Linked DNA regions of Mus musculus: region 1 is linked to region 2. Evidence: chromatin contacts called from public HiChIP or PLAC-seq data. All regions are on one chromosome and are shown on one strand. Each heading gives the region's core, a stretch centred on a gene start, on an enhancer-like site or on the middle of the called end of the contact. The rest is flanking DNA. Distances are from core to core; before and after follow the strand shown.

Region 1 (3,141 bases), core at 24-2,523, 110 kb before region 2:
TCCAAGATAGAAAGGGTATCACTATATGGCTCTGACTGTCCTAGAGCTCACAGAGATCCACCTGCCTCTCTCTGCCTCCCAAATGCTAAGATTAAATGTGTGAGTCACTATGGCCAGCTAACACAACTTTAATCCCAATACACAGAGGCAGATGGATCTCTGTGAGTTCTTGGTCAGCTTGTTTTACATAGTGAGTTCCAAGGCAGCCAGGGTACGTAGTAACCCTGTCTTAGAAAAAGAAAAGAAGAAATGGCAACTTGTTTGTTTTTTAAAATAAAACACAGGGTGATTGGGGTTGAGAGATGGCTCACTAAGAATGTTTGCTATGCACCCATCCATGATGACCCAAGTCTGAGATCCCAGAACCCACACCCACATAAAAAAAAAGCCAGGTTATACGTGTGTGCCAGCCCTGGGAAGTGGAGCCAGTCAGATCCCAGGAGATAGCTGGCTGGCTGGTCAGCTTAGCTGAAAAAAAAGAACTTCAGGTTCAGTGAGAGACTGGGCCTCAATGATCTGGAGAGCACAAGAGACACCCAGCATTCCTTCTGGCTCCCACATGTGCATACATAGATTTAAATGACTGGGGGCTTGAGGCACACATAGAGGCACCGGGTTCAATCTTTAGTACCACAGAAAGAGGGATGACAACAGTGCAGTCTCCTGGAACTGTTGTGACGTGTGTAATGAGGTAGTACACACATTCACAAACACACACACACACACACACACACACACACACACACACACACACACGGCAACTGTTATTAATCCCAACACTATAAGGCCTAGGTAACCACTGCAAAAACCCATGTGATTTTTATGTACTTGACACTCTCTCCCTATTCTCCCACTAGGGTCAGAGAGACTTCTTCAGATAGGTGAAAAAAACAAGAGTGGGAGATATGCCTCCTCACAGAACACAGCACATTACGTGACAAGGACTTTTGGCAGGTGCCACAGTGACCTCACCGTCGTCCCCCATCTGCAGCATCCAGCGTAGGGCGGGACTCTGCAGGCAGAGACCGTGAGATTGGCCTGCAGCTGATGCTCATAGGCAGCCCAGAGCAGAGCACACACAGTGGGCATTTGTGCCTCTCTCGCCTCCTCCTATCGCCGTTGTGACGTGAAGTCACGTGGGGTTACTGGAAAACCCCACAGTGCATGAATATGGGTATTGTTTCTGTGCATGCCTGGCCTAGACTGGGCAAGGGGACAAACGCAGCTTGTCCTCAAGTCATCTCCCTGGCCAGCCAACGTAGTGGGGCCTGAACATGGGAGGCAGTGCAGTTCCGTGCACGGCCCCTGGGGAGGAACGCCAGCTGCCAAGGGGACACCACTGACTGTGGCAGAAGTACAGCCGTGGTTTCTGACTGTCGGATCAGGGCAAGACATAAAAACATGAGATAGAGTCAAATGCAAACAAATATAGTCCACACCCCGGTATGGGAGCTTGGACACCCTGGTAAGGCCAGGGCAGCCTGGGAACCAAGAGCCTTGAAGGAGGGGGCAGTTCTCACAGAGAGAGAATGTTTCCCTAGTGGGCCTCTTGGTTCATATGACAGATCAACCCCAGAAAGATTTTAAACTAAATGTCTGTTGGCTTTAACTCTTGTTCAGATAGCTGCAGCTCTGGAAGTGTCTCTGTTTAGCCTTCTCTAGTCAGGAGCAAGAAGACAGCAACCCTGGCAGGTAAGCTATAGAAATGGCTCATCTGGAAGCTGGTCTCCCAACCCTAGTGAGTCATGGACTCAATGCGAGCCTCCTATTGTATCTTTACAGATGTGTAAAGAAGGGCTAGATAGAGCTCAAACCCAGGGCTTCCTGACGGTGAGGCTGGTCTTCACTTCTGAGCTCCAGCTCGGAGCTCCGCCCCACCTCTTGGCCTGCTTTAGAAAAGAACCGTCTCTTGCTTCCTTTTGGGAAAGCGGCAGCTCACAGCCCCACACCCGGCCCTTGTTAGCAAGGGCTGGCAGTGTTAAACGACAAAGCGTTCCCTTTTATAAAAGGAGTGAATGTTAGCTTTCTGTCTGACTCATGGAAAAATATATTCGTCAGAGGGCCTTCATCAGGATCTCCACGCTAAATTGCTTAAGGGCTGTTTATTATACAGTTTTTTTTTTTCTCTTGGGCTGACATTATAGGTCTATTTAAATGGGGTGGCGTAGCATATGTCAGGGTGCCCTTTGCACAGGAAGTGGGGTGCTCTGTCCCACCTGTGTATTGGGCTCTGAGCCCCGACTAGCGAGGACACAAAAGCCTTCCCTGGAGGCCCAGCTCTATCTAAGTCATAAGCATTTCCCGCCGACCATTTGGTTCATTATCCCCAAACACCTGGCCCCCACTCTACTCCCTCCCCCACCCCAGCTCATTCCTGCCTTCTCTCCCTCCCACGGCCGGTTACTCTCATTCAGAAGAGTCACTGGTATATGCTGAGCATGGCACCCTCAGAGAAGTGTGGGTCCCACGTCTGCCGTGCCGGATTCAGGTGGGAAATGGACAATCCTCCATGGCAGACGTACCCAGTGCAGGGAGGCCACCTTACTGAGGACATATACCCAGAATGTCCCAAGCACTTGGGATGGACACTCATGGCCTGTGGCCACACCCCCTAAATTCCTTCACTCTGGCCATGGTTCTAGAAGGACACCAAGTTAAGAGCTGTGGGCCCCGGGGCTGGGAAATGTAGTTCTGTGACATGTCTGACATGTTGGTAAGCCTGGGACTGTGTCCTGCTGACAGGATGAATGTACCAGGGCTGACCTGGAGAGAAAGCCCTTCTATGGGTAAGGAAGGTATCAGCTGTTCTGCTAAGTCTTGCATTTCTGCCTCACTACACACCCTTTCTTGACTGTACGAGCTGTGGTCTCACGTCAGGAAACCTGAACAAAAAAAAGGTTGCCTGAAAAGTCAGCTACACACTTTGGCAGGTCTGAGGTTGGCCACCCTATCATGCCAGAGAAATCAGCCTGGGTGGGTATAACCAGTCCTTCTAGCACATGTGTCGGGAGGACTGTGGTTCTCACAAAGGGCTGGTCTCACGGTCCAATGGGAAAGAGGACCCAGAGGGCAAAGCCTTCTTGGCCCTTTGCCCAGGGACAACAACTTCACAGTTTCCCAAAATATAATGGTTGTCCAGGC
Region 2 (3,148 bases), core at 393-2,892:
CCCCTGTACTGGGGCATATAAAGTTTGCAAGTCCAATGGGCCTCTCTTTCCAGTGATGGCCGACTAGGCCATCTTTTGATATATATGCAGCTAGAGTCAAGAGCTCCGGGGTACTGGTTAGTTCATAATGTTGTTCCACCTATAGGGTTGCAGATCCCTTTAGCTCCTTGGCTACTTTCTCTAGCTCCTCCATTGGGAGCCCTATGATCCATCCATTAGCTGACTGTGAGCATCCACTTCTGTGTTTGCTGGGCCCCGGCATAGTCTCACAAGAGACAGCTACATCTGCGTCCTTTCAATAAAATCTTGCTAGTGTATGCAATGGTGTCAGCGTTTGGATGCTGATTATGGGGTGGATCCCTGGCTATGGCAGTCTCTACATGGTCCATCCTTTCATCTCAGCTCCAAACTCCGTCTCTGTAACTCCTTCCATGGGTGTTTTGTTCCCAAATCTAAGGAGGGGCATAGTGTCCACACTTCAGTCTTCATTCTCCTTGAGTTTCATGTGTTTAGCAAATTATATCTTATATCTTGGGTATCCTAGGTTTGGGGCTAATATCCACTTATCAGTGAACACATACGGCCTCAACTCTTAAGCACACAACTTCCAACTTGTAAACAAAAGACATCCCAAAAGCCATTTTTTTGCCCTTGTGCTTCCAGTGACTCAGCGGCGCAAGGCCCGCTGGGTAGTTGCCTGGCACGTGGCCACGGTTGCTAACAAGGGCAGACTTAAGCTCCAGACTGAGCGCCAAGAGGCCCGTGCTTTGTGCAGAAGGGGGATTTCCTCTTTCCCAGGGCTTGAGATAGCTGACATTTGTCCTTTTAAAGACAAACCGTTGAGATTCTCTCCCCCATAGTTGGGTGCGCTGGTCAGTTTTTTTTCAGCTTGACACAAACTAGAGTCACCTAGAAAAGGGAACCTCAGATGAGGAATTGCCTCCGTCACATCAGCCTGTGGGTTTGGAAAATGAGATGTCCAGAGCACATCCAAATAGGCAAGTGAGACAGGCATGCCCTTCCTCTAGAGATGCTTGACCAACAGACAGATTTCAAAAGAAATCCATCCAAGGTACTGTGCACGAGAGACTTTTCTCACTTCCCCCTTTGGGTTTCTAAATTAGAGTTCTGTGTTTGGTTGGTGGCATTCCCTCTCCCTCCCTTCAAGGCGAGGCTGAGAGCAACAGGTCCCGCCGAGCATATTTTGTTTTGTTTGGCTTTGCAAACACAGGCTGCAAACAGCAAGGGCTTGGCAGATGCTGCCCACCCTCAGAGTATCAAGGAACAAACCCTTTGATGTGGCGTTAGTGGGAGGTACAGACAGACTTTTTCTGGAGAGAACCTGATACTGAGGGTGAGTTGAGGAGGGAAAGACTGGGTGCTTTGTTCAAGGAAGACAAAGCACGGATGCAGCTTTGCTAAGTCTGCGGGGACACATTTTAAGGCTCCAGCTGTATGTCCCTACTCACTTTGTCTCCCGGGTGCTTTAACCAGCATCCTGGGAACAGCTGAAGAACGTGGTTCTTGGTTCGGGACTGAGGCTCCAAACACACCTCCCTGAGGCACGAACTCCTTCAAGTCCAGCACTCACAGTTCAGAGTTTCAGTTTGTTTACCTAGAGAACTGTATTCTGCCCTTAGCCAATCAGATCGTGTTTGCTCACAGCCGGGATCCCTCATTGGCTGGGATGCGCAGTGACTCATCTCCTGGGAGGTGATTAATGTGGCCTCTTGTAAGTTTTTGCTCCCGCTGGGCCCCACGCTTAGATATTGGGTCTGCTAACTGGGAGTCTTTTAGCAGCGGGGTTTTGGATTCAGGAGCCAGTTGGAATGGTTGAGCGTTCTCAGGGAGGCTGCACTAGTGTACAACTGCTTTGGTTAGCTGTCAGAACCAGTCACCTCTCTTTTCTCCTGATTTTTGTAGCTCTTTCAGGGAGCCTGGTCATAATTCTTATACCTTGGGGAGGAACGTTTGCCTGTTGTACCAACAGACCCACAGCCTCTCTCTGCTGGGACCGATAATGGCTTGTTGGATCTCATCGTTTGCAGTTTTAGTTTTGTTTTTGTTTTCCAGCTGAGCCTGGAGCCCAAGCCATAAATGTCCAGATTAAGTGATGCTCATCTGCTCACAGCTACCACACAACACATGCTTTTTAGAGAGATCCTTAGCCTTTCTCTTTTTGTAAAATGAAGTCTGGGGAGCATGGGGGAAGGGCTGAACTTCACAAAGGGATAGTAGCTTTGGTCCTGTGTCCTGCCTGTAATTTGAAGCCGAAAGCCCCATAGGGTTGCTGTTAGCCCACAGAGTGGTCATTCTAGCTATGGAAAAAGACACTCCTTTCCCAAGGCAATCTCCTGTCACTGATGGAAACCTACCACAGTGAACACAACCACTGCACGTCCCACGATATACAGATCTGCGGGTGATGCTAAGGCCCACTATGTAAGTGTCAGCCACTTGGCACATCACCGTTGGTCATAGTGTAGCCTGTCACCGCACTTGGTGACTTTGGACTAGCCTGGGAGTCACCGAAGCCATTATCACCACTCTCAGGTCACATTCCCCAGTGTGACAAGATTGGCTCCTGCCTTTGCTACTGCTGTCAAGAGCATGAGGACACGTCCATGCTTGGCACCAAGAGATCTCTCCCTGTAATTCCTAAGAGTTTGTCTTCACGATGACCAACTGCCAAGTTACTGGGAATCCCAAGTGTTCAGTTACTGGGAATCCCAAGTGTGGTTGCTGCTAATTTTTACTTGAGCCACAGCAGGGGAGTAATCCAGTGGTAGCAGCATCGTCAGATGAGTCAGGATTGGGAGAAATGGATTTTCATCAACGTTAGGAATCCCAGGCTCACAAACACTGAAGCACTGGATGAGATTCTCAAAGTTACCTCTACATCCCCCTACCCCCTGCGGGAAGGTGCTCTGTGAACAACAGCCAGATGGGCTGGATGTGTTCTGATCTTGGCTTTAAGAGTCAAGGCCTTAGAATAGGCTTGCTAGGCTCTTTCTGGCCTTCATGCACAGCTCAGCTCTAGCTGGCTCCTCAGCTTCCTGAGAGAGCACACTCCATTAGTTTATGCTCCTTTGAAGTTAGAGCTCTGTGTGTCTATCCATGTCCCTGAATACTGGAGTCTAGGACCCCT

The links. HiChIP or PLAC-seq counts read pairs in DNA pulled down with a chosen protein or histone mark.
Region 1: an HNF4G HiChIP or PLAC-seq map of pancreatic cancer cells shows a contact between it and region 2. The contact joins two enhancer-like sites. A contact is called at or near these places in 1 of 15 datasets of contacts at CTCF or cohesin (the NIH/3T3 cell line), 5 of 484 Hi-C or Micro-C datasets (the N1E-115 cell line, bone marrow-derived macrophages, muscle stem cells and 2 more), 12 of 115 datasets of contacts at active chromatin or transcription factors (the HPC-7 cell line, double positive thymocytes, embryonic fibroblasts and 7 more) and 3 of 9 other capture datasets (adipose tissue, liver and pancreatic islet).

Annotation. Positions count from the first base shown.
Region 1 is chr6:125,466,353-125,469,493 of GRCm38.p6, forward strand. All of the region lies in intron 2 of Cd9 (CD9 antigen), which reads right to left. Among named protein-coding and RNA genes, the nearest start is that of Gm28809, 6.9 kb to the right of the region's middle. Within about 2 kb of position 1,274, at least 175 of the 459 cell types and tissues checked have an H3K27ac peak or open chromatin away from gene starts, as enhancers often do. A contact at or near this core is called in adipose tissue, muscle stem cells, pancreatic cancer cells and 1 more, where this site is marked.
Region 2 is chr6:125,571,744-125,574,891 of GRCm38.p6, forward strand. All of the region lies in intron 6 of Vwf (Von Willebrand factor), which reads left to right. Among named protein-coding and RNA genes, the nearest start is that of Vwf, 20 kb to the left of the region's middle. Within about 2 kb of position 1,643, at least 343 of the 459 cell types and tissues checked have an H3K27ac peak or open chromatin away from gene starts, as enhancers often do. A contact at or near this core is called in adipose tissue, muscle stem cells, pancreatic cancer cells and 1 more, where this site is marked.